Linked DNA regions of Gossypium raimondii: all the other regions are linked to region 3. The links are chromatin contacts, called in public Hi-C maps. All regions are on one chromosome and are shown on one strand. Each heading gives the region's core, a stretch centred on a gene start, on an enhancer-like site or on the middle of the called end of the contact. The rest is flanking DNA. Distances are from core to core; before and after follow the strand shown.

Evidence for each region. A called contact is a pair of places that touch in the nucleus more often than the background predicts.
Region 1: a Hi-C map of leaf shows a contact between it and region 3, with 2.6 times the contacts expected there. The contact joins the promoter of LOC105800695 here to the promoter of LOC105800748 in region 3. A contact is called at or near these places in 2 of 2 Hi-C or Micro-C datasets (both in leaf).
Region 2: a Hi-C map of leaf shows a contact between it and region 3, with 4 times the contacts expected there. The contact joins the promoter of LOC105800759 here to the promoter of LOC105800748 in region 3. A contact is called at or near these places in 2 of 2 Hi-C or Micro-C datasets (both in leaf).

The regions. Positions count from the first base shown.
Region 1 is chr7:16,062,552-16,066,196 of ASM2569854v1, forward strand. LOC105800695 (receptor like protein kinase S.2) reads right to left here and starts at 1,672. Exons shown (of 3, transcript XM_012631969.2): 1 at 509-1,672; 2 at 1-198. The coding sequence starts at 924. LOC105800686 (exosome complex exonuclease RRP44 homolog A) reads right to left here. Exons shown (of 24, transcript XM_012631957.2): 18 at 3,392-3,512; 19 at 3,120-3,179; 20 at 2,922-3,027; 21 at 2,734-2,829; 22 at 2,539-2,620; 23 at 2,372-2,437; 24 at 1,827-2,212. The coding sequence ends at 1,999.
Region 2 is chr7:15,721,169-15,725,193 of ASM2569854v1, forward strand. It overlaps LOC105800759, which reads left to right and starts at 1,982. Exons shown (of 7, transcript XM_012632063.2): 1 at 1,982-2,648; 2 at 2,751-2,874; 3 at 2,961-3,041; 4 at 3,158-3,499; 5 at 3,735-3,904; 6 at 4,001-4,025. The coding sequence starts at 2,146.
Region 3 is chr7:15,857,170-15,861,202 of ASM2569854v1, forward strand. It overlaps LOC105800748, which reads left to right and starts at 1,333. Exons shown (of 2, transcript XR_001135850.2): 1 at 1,333-1,595; 2 at 1,893-2,214. It overlaps LOC105800733 (a long non-coding RNA gene), which reads left to right and starts at 2,825. Exons shown (of 2, transcript XR_008197533.1): 1 at 2,825-3,088.

The DNA of each region.
Region 1 (3,645 bases), core at 422-2,921, 210 kb after region 3:
GCAGAATCAAGAGCACCAGACATGGCAGACCAAGAAAAGGAAGAATTACAAGCAAATGTGAGCTTAAACACGCAACCTTGTACCTCATCATCAGATGTTTGCTGAATAAATATAGCAGGGTGATCATCCCCTGATGCCTGCTCTATCAATTTTATATGTAGAAATACTTCTTTCATATCAAATCCCGCCTGTGCATAACTGTCAACATAATACCCAATCAAAAGAAAATTACAAAAAAGAAAAGCATAATTGGGGGGGAGAAGAACTAGAACATTTCAGCAGTAACTAAGGCAAGGCCACTTTAAACATTTGAAGAAAATAATAATAGTAAAAATAATTATAAGAAACCCGAACTTTCACTGTTTGAAAGCCAAGGAAAAACAAAGATGAAAAACCCATGCTGATAGGAAACTGCTTTTAGGATCCTGTTGATTGTTGTTGCAATTTTCAGAGTACCCTAAACTGAGTAGGAAGAAGGAAGAGGCAAGGGAAGGGAAGGGAAGGGGACCTGAGAGGCAAGGAATCATAATGCTTGCGGATATTGGAGACAAGCTTCTCAGGCAACTGGCTTCCAGGGTAAAGCTGAGTCAAGTTCCGTACAACGGTACCCCAGACCACTTTCCGGCAAACGTCGGCCTTGGAGGAAGATGAAGGGACAGAAGGAACAGGAGGAGGAAGCTGATCACGTGGGGAGGAAGTGTCGAGATTGAGAGAGTTCTTGAGAGAGGCAATGGCCTCAGAGACGTTCCTGCTCAACCTCTGGAACCGTTTGTTCTTGGCGGACGGGGCTTCAAGTTTGGCAGAAGCAGAGGAGGAGGAGGAGGTGTCCTCGGATCGGTCGTTGGAGCGCATCAAAACCTGCTCGACCATGTCGTCATCGGCGGTGGTGGCTCGGCTGGACCAGCACTCGAGGGCTGCAGCCATGGGCGGAGATCGGAGTGGCTGAGGTCTCCAAAAGGGGGATGGTAATGTAGATGGGAAATGGGTTCAAAGTGAAAGGTAGGGGAGGAGGCGAGGGCGGTGGTGTGTGATCTGCTACAGATGTCTGTCTCGTGCTCTACTCTGCTATGCTCGTCGTTGTCTTTTTTTTTTAATTTTATTTTTGAAAAAATTAATAGTATTTATATTAAATTAAAAGGGTGTGTGTGTTGGATTTCTGACAAAGGAGGGAAATGTGGGGGAGACATCGGAGTCGGAGGGAGGGAGGATGAGGTGACACTGAATGAGTTTGAGCCTTAAGGAGGCTGCCTGCCTATTAATTTGACTTCATTTCTTACTTCATACAATGGAATCACCACAAAAGGACACACTACATCCGTCCCTCTTTGGTCTTCATCTCCATGCTCCATCCATCATCATGCATGCTAATAATACATGTACACTTTGCATTGCATTTCTTACTGCAATTTGAGATTGAAAATGGGGAAATGGGCTTTCCTGTAAATTGCAATAGGTGAGAGATGACATGGTATGATGATGGTAAAACGTTACAAGGGGGGTTCTCTGCCAATGCCATGTGACCCACATCCACGAATCATGTGAAATCAAAACCAATGAAAGAAAAGGGGGGGAGATGTATTTTAGGGGCGTTGATTAAGGTCACTTTAGGACATTTATTTCATTGCAGTTTCCTGGGTCCCACATGTTCCATGCATCAGCGCATAAAATAATCAAAATGCACATCCATCTGATTAGGTCTACTTGTTTGTCGCCCACCCAAATGCATTTTTCTACTATCTAGCAGTAATAACAAGTTGTGTTAGTTTATTTATTCATTCTTTTTGTTATTGCAAAAATAACATATAGAAATAGGAACACGCACTCCATGAACAAAAATGTTTCTTGTGTCAATCCAACATCAATTAACCCAAACCAAAGGCCAGTTACTATAATTACCACAACAAGATTCATTCCATTTGCATCTTATATAATAATACAACACTCTATATAACCTAATAAAAGCTCCTCCTTTGTGCATGTTGATGTTATCTTCTACTTCTAGGAAATAAGAGTAAGCTGCAGTTTAGGGCGGTTGGGTTGGGGTTCCACAACCTCCATGTGGATCCTCACTGATTGCAGAACACTGTAGGAAAGGCTATTACTATTACTATTGTCCATCTTTACAATCTTCTGCTGCTGCTCGTCCACATGCCACTCCCCGCTTCCCTTCTCTCCTCTGCCTGTCAAGTACACCGGGCCTTCTATTCCATATCTGTTCATTTATATAACATAAACTCATGTTACTTTTTTCTCCACCCAACAAACACAAGTGCCAAAACATTATCTTTTCCTGCCTAGACACAGCAGATAGAAAAAGAAAGACACGAGGAACATATACAGATAATCCAGCATAAAAGATCTAAGTTCATACTTGGGCACAAACACAATGAACCCGTTGGACCTTATCTTCACTATTCTGGCTTCTGTGTCAGTGGGCCTGCAGCATAAGATAAATAAATAAATTCAAAACATGTGCAATTATTCATTATGCTCTATAGAAGGCAGTTTCAATTCCATGAGAGAGGCCAAGGCAGTTACCGTTTTCTGAAGTAAATGAGAGTATGGAGCTCAACAGAGGCCCTGCTTGCCATTTGGGCATTCCTATGTCGATAATTCAGATCTGAAACAGGTAAAATGCATAGGAAGCTGAGAATGGATATCATGGGTATGTGAAGTTTGTTACCCAAATCCATGGAAGCCTCAAAAACAGTATGAAAGGAAAAAAAAACTTACTATCAGCAATGCTAGTTAGTTGAGATCTGTCCTGGAAAACTGGTGGAAGCTTATCGATCCCTAGAGATGCAGCAAGCAACCTGTGCACAATCACATCTGCAAGGAAGGTTCCATACTTGAGCAATAGTATCATCAAGCATACATCAGCAAGAAAAGGTAAAGTAACAAACAAATTTTTGTTCACAAACCTGCATATCTCCTAATAGGAGAAGTGAAATGAGTATATAGGGGCGCAGCAAGCCCATAATGATGATATTCTGGAGGGCTGAGATCCCCACTACAGAAATAAACAGCCTAATTTGAAACCAAGGCAAATTAGTACCAAGTTAAAAAGTGCGTAGGTCAAAACCATCTGGAGATTGAAAAAATTTCCTAGCTAACTTTACCTGAGTCATACACCTAGTTGCCAGTATCCGAATCAACTTATTAAAGTAAGGATCATCACGCTGCAAGGCAGTTTTTCTCAGATGTAAGAATCAACTATGAAAGAGAGAGGCCAAACAAATACATGAACGTGTCCCAAGTAGCAAAGATGGAAAAAAAAGAAAAGAAGCCAGACAAGCAAGAAGTTGGATGAAGAAATGTCTAGAAAAGGAATCATCTGAGGTGGTAAGTCAGCTGAACTGTCAGACAAATATATAACGAATAGGAACCTTACCACAGCATGGTCAAGGGAATCAGCCAACGCCTTTGACGATGAAACATCCAAGTCGAGTCCAATGGCAGCAGCAGTGCACAACAAAGGTTCAAGCATTTCTCTGGTGGGAGTTGGATGCCGCCTGAACCAAAAATTAATGTCAGGGAGGCAAGGCCGAGTGTCAAACAACAGCAGTGTCAATGTCAAAGAAATAGCCACAACACTGGAATTTTCCAGTGATAATCTGGATTGTTGAAGAGATTACATGATGTATA
Region 2 (4,025 bases), core at 732-3,231, 140 kb before region 3:
GCAGATTAAACTAGTTTTCACACTTTAGGAGCTTGAATACAAGCACTTTGGTTAAGTTTTAGTTAAGCTTTTGTAATTCTATTTGTATTAAATAAAATGTGTAAATTGAGTCTTTTATTGACCTTAGGGGAAAAATGAGGCCTAAAGGTGAACTAATATGCTTTGTGAGCATGTAGAAGACCATTAGAAGGTGTACTAACTCGATACTGGTCTTTCTGTTGCAACACGGAGAGTTAAATGTCGCAACAATAATGAGTAGAATATAATAATTCAAGATTGCATTCGGTGTCGCGACACACCCCTGAAGATATCTTGAAGATGAAGCATATTGCCTTCGATGTCGCGACACAGGACCTGGTGTGTTGCGATATCACCTCTGTATAGGAAGTAATTACGAGCCAGAGATGTTTTGGTCTGCACAATCAAACATTAAACACAAGGACAACAGTTGACCTGGGGTTAAGGACGACGACTATTTTAAATCTATAAATGGGCTCATTCAACACATGTTATGGACAACTTTTCATATTGTATAATTTTATTCCTAGTTTTAGTCTTTAGTTTTTTCTCTTTTTTAGGCTTTAGGTTTATTTCAGTTTTGTTCTTTTACTTTTACGGAAGAGATCAGATTTGCAAACTTGATCAAACTCTGTAAGGATTCGGCATTTTATTCAATACAAATCAGGCTTCTGCTAACTTTATAGTCTTGAATTGTTATTCATGTTTATTCTATATATCAAGTCTATATTGTTTAAAGATCCATAAGGAGCTAATCCTCTTGTGAGGGATTAGAGAGTGGAGGTATGATTAATTAACTGTTTTGTAGGGTTCTCTTAGCGAATCAACTGTTTGGGAAAGGAAGAACTTAAACCCTAGTCTTGATGACCCTAGAAAGTCATTAAAGTAGGAATTAACCCAAAATTGGTATGACCTATTCGTGGACACCTTAACCCCGGAACCAGTGTGGATTGTGAGGTCGAAGGATAAGTAGTTATTGCTGACTTGTTATTCTAGATTGGAAGATCCTGCTGGGATATTGACTAGTTGATTAAACAAGAAAACCTGAAGCAACAATTGGTTATGATTACCGAAGCGAGCTAATCACCCATACTCAGATTTAACATATTCTACTATTTGATTTCTCGTTACTTATTTATTTATTGTATTATTATTATTATAAAAATCTCAAAAACCTTTCTTTATATTTGATTGTAATATAATCTACCTAAAGTACTAATTAGATCTATTTGTGCTTAGGTTAGAATTAATTTAGTGCTCGCCTCCCTTGGGTACAATCTTCGGAGTACTCATCTACTACGTTGTAACTATATTACAACCTGAATTGTATACTTATAGATACCACTCTTTTTAATATATTTTGTGCAAGATTTCTACTCTGGACGTTAGTACTTCTAGAGGTAGTCATTTGTCCCATCGCAATGAGATTAGTTGCCATGCCACTGCGCGACATTGAATATTGAACGTGGCAACAAGGTTTACTCAGTATGTTACGTTGTGACGAGGAACCCCCTGATATTGTAACGTCAACCTAATGTTTTGAAATTTTTACAATTGGTCCTAATTCGACTTCAAATTAGTTTTAGAACTTTCGTAAACTCGTATAAGATCCGAAAACGATTGTATTTTGTATTATATGCATGTGGGTTGAAATTGATCATTTAAAAATATAATTTGAATATAGTTGATCGTAGTTTTTCTAGCAACGAATGTAATACCTAGTAACTCAGAATTGAAAATCAAATTGGTATCAAAGTGTTACATGGATACTTTTTAATTAAAGTTTTAAATTCAAGTCTTCTAACTATGAAAACAACAAACAACATTGATAGAGCATATCCTCTCTAAATAATATCTAATCTACAAATTTAATCGAATCTTTTGTGACTTTGTAACATTGAGAAAAAAGGAAACCCTTGAAAGTGAAGGCAAAGCATTGTTTGGAGTAGGCAGGCAGCTAGTAGCCATATTAGTGGTTTGGGGTGGGGAAGAGAAGCCCAAATACTGATAATGAAATCAGGCCTAAAAATCAGAAACTGATCCATCATCGTCTTCTATTCTGTTGTAGAAAAAAAAAATACAAAGAAAAAGACGAAAGTATCAAGAAATTCCAAGTGCAGAGAGTAAATGGAAGAGTACCCAGAAGAATTGAGGAGTCCACCAGTGGCGCTGGTAGCATTGGTAGGATGCCCAGAGCAGCATGGGGCGATAACCACCCACCTCCTCTCCCAGCAGCATCCTATCAACACCTTGGCCTTGCCCAACTTCTCCAAGCTCTCCCATCTCCTCCATCGCCCGCCCTCCCCTTCTTCTTCCCCCGCCGGATTTTTGAAAAGGGATTGGCTGGTCAAGCACCGCACTAAGATCCCCGCCGTGGTGGCCGCCCTCTTCTCCTGGGATCATGTCTCCGGTGACCCTGCCCAGTGGGTCCAAGTCTGCTCCGATCTGGATGACCTAAAAGCCGCTATTCGTCCCAGGAACACCAAATTGTTGCTGCTCGTTGTGGTGGGCCAATCCGATGACATTAGTGAAGATCGCCTGCTTGCCTTACGGAAGCGAGCAGAGGTCGATTCCAAGTACCTTCTCCTCTTCAACCCCGATCCTTCTCAACTCAATAACTCTCTTCAAAGGTGCTCAATTCCCCCCCCTCCCCTTTTTATCTAACAATAATTAGTACTTTACTGAATTAATTGCTGTATGAACTATATCCCATACATTGTAATGTCTGTCAGGTTGAGCGCCAGTTTTGCCGAACTAGAAACTACTTTTTACAGAGAAGAAGGTCGAAGGATTAAAGCTCGCATTGAAAAGAAGAATTTCTCCTCTCCCGATCTCCAAGTTCGCTACTGTTTTAAAGTAATAATAATAAAAGAATAGCTTTCCTCACTTTTTCATATTATTAATTCCTTATGTATTGGCTCATTGGTTCACAAAATGGGTAGGTTGCTGTGTATGCAGAGTTCCGACGAGACTGGGCTGAAGCCTTGAGGTTTTATGAGGATGCCTATCATGCCCTGCGCGAGGTTCTTCCCTAATTATCCTATTTCTTTACCATCCTTCTGTTTATCATACTTAATACTAGTTACTTAGTTCCTTCTACTTGTCACTGCTACCATCTATGTCAATGCTATTCATTTAGATGGTTGCTACCTCAACAAGATTGCCTCCAATACAACGCTTATTTGAGATCAAAATTGTTGCTGAGCACTTGCATTTCAAGATTTGCACTTTGTTGTTGCATGGTGGAAAGCTCAGAGAAGCAATTACATGGTTCCGCCAACACGTTGTCTCCTACAAGAGCCTTGTTGGAGATCCAAATGTCATTTTTCTTCACTGGGAATGGCTCAGCAGGCAGTTTTTGGTTTTCGCTGAGTTGCTTGACTCAAGCTCTGCCACTCTTCCAAGCACTTCCTCTCTACCAGTAGGCACTGCCGACCAACCTCTGACTGAATGGGAATTCCATCCAGCTTATTACTATCAGGTCTGTACCATCATTTCATCGTTGTTGGCTTTTTTAATGGCTTTTCCGTGCGAGTCTTGCTACCTTGCTTTATATAGCCAACCCTTAGAAACAATGGGGTCAATGAGTACCTAAACTTTTTTTTCCAGGGAATTTTGCAAAATTTATGCAAGTGCAACCATAGCAATTGAACTTGCATTTAGAATTCTCTTAGATTATTTAAGTTATCTGAATCATAACATTCATCTTACAACAGTCAGCAGCTAAATACTTGAAGGAGAAGAGATCAGCTCTGGAGTTGACAGTGTCAAATTCAGAAACTTTTAGCGAGAATGATGATGGGAGTGCTGAATCTGTGGTACCATCAGTTTATATTGGTCAGTTTGCTCGGCTAATTGAGCAAGGGGATGATTCGGCTATGCAGTCGTAAGTCTTGAAAATTAATAACGAGAAATCTGATTTGATTTTGTACCATTTACCTTATAATAAATGTTTGGATTTTTATCTCTTCTGACTATGCAGCATTACTGATGATGAATACACTCGC
Region 3 (4,033 bases), core at 83-2,582:
ATCATTTAAAACTTGAGTTTGAAAAGATTCGTGTAATAAAGTTTAAAAGAATATTCAATTGTTTAAATCAAATGAAGAAATCGCAACCCAATACGTTAGGGCACAATTTCTCAAAATATTAAACATTGAATATTGTATTTATTTCGAAAAATCCTCGTCTCGAGAAAACAACATGTCACATCCAATGCGTTAGAACACAACATATTGAATTCTTGATAACGAGCTTTTTATCATTTTCAAAAGAGTAATATCGATTATTTAAATTCAACGAAAAAAAAGTCAGAACCCAATACGTTATGGCTCGATTCTCTCGAAGGTCCTAAATATCGAGTATTATTTATTTTGAAATTTCTATTTTTGACGAATCCGAGTAAAAAGTGAATGTAAAATAATGATAATGATGATAATGCAAATAAAATAATGCATGCAAATAAAAAGGATAAATAAATAAGATGATAAATGTATAATAAAAAGAAATCAACAATGTATACACAAAATAAAGTAAATATGCAAACACAAACTAATGCACTTAAATAAATAATAATAATAACAATGAGCATGTAAATAAATAAGTAAATGAACACCAAATGAAATAATAGTAATAAAAAATAAAAAAAATAAAATATATATATGTACGTAAGTTAAAATTTTAAAGTATAAAAAATATATGTATGTGTACGTAAGAATATGTATGTATATAAAACTATATGAAAATGTAAAACATATAAGTATGTGTATATATTTATAAAAATATGTATATAGATATATAGATACAAATTATAAAATATAAAAATACAAAATAAGTATATACATATATATATATATATATGATAAATTTTGAGATTTTAAAGATATAAATAAACAAATAACAGCAATAATAATTAATGGTAACAGTATAACATCAAATTTATTATTTAATAAGAAAACAAACAAAATACAAAAGGACTAAATTAAAACTTTAAACGAACTTCGGGGCTTAAATATGAAATAAACAAAAGGAATAATACAGGACCAAAGTGAAACACGCTTAAAGCGTGAGGGACTTGTGGGGAAATATTTCCCCGTCCTGAAACGCTGCGTTTCAACCATGGGCAGCAATTGGTCTAAGGACCAAATCGGAATAGAAGCAAAATCCACAGGCCGAAATAAAAAATACTACATTGAAGCAAATTGCGAAAGCGGAGGGACCTATTGCATAAATAGCCCATTTCATGAAAACACGCGGATCTCCCCTGGAGCGGGTCGGATCACACGCGGGTCATGGGGCTTAAACGGCGCCGTTTCAAGCTTATTATAAATATATAAAAAAAACCTCAAAAAATTTCAGTTTCACCTTTCTTTAGAAAAAACAGAGAGCAAAGCTCTCTCTCAGGCCTCTAACCGACCATGGTTGTCGGCTTTAGCGCCACCGCCGTAGCACCACCGTGGACGGTGGCCGACGTTGCGCAAAAGAAGCCTTTTAGCCCCGATTCACAACACACACGAAAACCAGGCCTTCCTAGCCCGAAAGATATGAAAAAGGAGGGGTCTTTCGTACCCCTTTCAGTCCGATTCCAACGCCGAAAATGGTCTCCGACGACGGGCTTTCGAGACAGGTAAGTATCCCTTTTCTTTTCTTTTTCGTTTTGTTTAAAAAGTTATAGAAAATAAACAAAAAGGAAGAAAATAAACAAAAAAGAAACGCAAAACCGAAAAGAAAATGACTGAGATCAACCTTTTTTTTTGCTTTTTTGATTTTCTTATTAATTCGTTGTATTTTTGTGAAAATATTACAAAAGAAAAGGAAGCCCCCCCCCCATTTTCGGTTTTTTAATGGCTTTTATATAGCCTTTTACAAGCTTTTTTCTTTTTATTTTTACTCTATTTTTGCTTCTTAATGTTGCGTGTTGCAGGTGAGCAGTTGGGAGCAGGTGAGCGGCGATGGGACGTGCGCGGCGGCCAGCAGAACGGCAGTGGCAGGGCAAGTGGGGTGCGGCAGCACTAGGGTTTCAAAAAGCTGAAACCCTAGTTTGACCCTTAGTATTTGGGCTTGGGTCTTGGTTTGGGCTGAAGGGTATTGGGTTAGTTGGGCTGGTGGGTTAGTTTAATTGGTTTAGTTTTTTTATGTTTTTGTAATTGGGCCCGGGCAAATGGGCTTGTACACTTGGAATATAAAGTTTAACCTTGAGACGAGTAGATTCATGAAATAAATCTGTGGAAATGGCATTCGAAAAACTGGATAGGATTTGTTTCTGGTTCATTTGATTTGGCACTGGAAGATTGATGTGTCAGCAGGGTAAATATTTTAAGTCTATGGTAACGTATAGGAGTAGTATCATATCTTCCTGATAAGCAATGGTCGCAAGTAAAATGGTTCAGAAACTTGTCAGGAATCTGCAATGAATGAAAAGTGCAACAGAAAGAGTTCTGCTTTGCTTTTGTTAACTGAGTATCAAATTGGTTAGGAAATCATTGCTTTTAAATGGTAATTAATATTATTAGGATGACGTTTTTGTCTTTTTATATATTATTTAAATAAAAGAACAAAAAGCTACTCATCCAAATATCAATTTTTACCTTGTAATCATTGTTAAATAATTTTTTTACATAAAATATTCTCTTTCACTCACATTAAGTGTATCCTAATTTAATTGTTAAACATTCAGAATCTTACTTTTTTTCGTTTCCCAAATACAATTAATATCATATTACACTTTGATATAAATTAAATTCTAAAATTTACAATTCCTTTTGATAATTGAAATAATTTGTGAAGTAGGCAGAAGAGTAGCTGATAGAATAAAAAGGAGGGCATTGGGCATTGGGCATTGGGTATGAAGTGAGTTCCAAAGAGATGGGAGCCACAGTTGTTGTCTTCAAGTGGTTGACAGTTTGATATGAGCAAAAGTGTATGGAGGGTGCTGACTGGTGGCTGTCCATGTTGTGGACTATGAAGAAGAACATGTCATAGTGGTAGATATGGGGAGCAGGGCCAGCACCAATGTTCCAAACTCAATTAATATGCTCCTTGTATAATTTTCAAACCAACCATCCCATGCCAGCTTCTGCCAGACTTCCCTTTTCGGTTTTTCCTCTACTACTACTACTAGTAAGTTTTCTTTTCTTCCAAAACCCTACACAAGCTAACCCCCCCCGGTTGGGCCCTGACTATCATATTCTATCTTCATCTAAGCTAACATTAACCAGTTCATACAATTTGGTTGCAATTGGAGGTTTGGTTTCTCTCTTTATTCTTCTTACTTGTAAGGAAAGTCCCTTTTCTTTTGTCTGTTCCACCACATTCGAGACTAAGGCTTCCTTTGAATTCATCTCATTCATAGTGAGATGAAATCTCATGGATATATCTTTTGTTATGCTTTCTCACAAAAGGTAAAATGGTTTGTGGAACATAAGCATTGTAGTATGGTAAAGCAACTGCATTTCAAAATTTTCATTGATGCTTTAGGTACCGTTGTATAAAAAAGTCCTCTAGTAGGAGGGTTTGTCTTACCATTATAACCCTTCATTGGAGATGATATTTATAACCATTTGGATTACTTACTTAGATAATGAAATTTATGATATAATAAATATATAACTATATTTTATAAAATATTTAATAAATATGTAAAAATAAGCAAATAAAAATTACATTATTCTTTAAAATAAGCAATAAATAATTACGTCAATACTAAAAAATTAAAGATAAAAATATTATACATATTATTTTTTTGATGAAATTATAATTTTTATAGAATTTTATTTATGAAATATATTTTAATAAATATAAAAAAATTATAAATATCAAGTAGCCCAAAACTTTAACTATATATAAAATATTTAGTTCAAAATCCTTAGTAGTCATTTTCTATTCTCACCTCATTGCCACAATTACTTTTGAATCCAAACACACTCTAATATCAGTAGTAGAGTGAGTAAACTCCTTAGTAGTTGTTTTGAGCACGTCATCGAGGTGGTTAAACCATCCATTTCTTTACATAAAGAATGTAGTAGATGGGATTTCCAGATATGAAATGAATGTTTGATAGGGAGA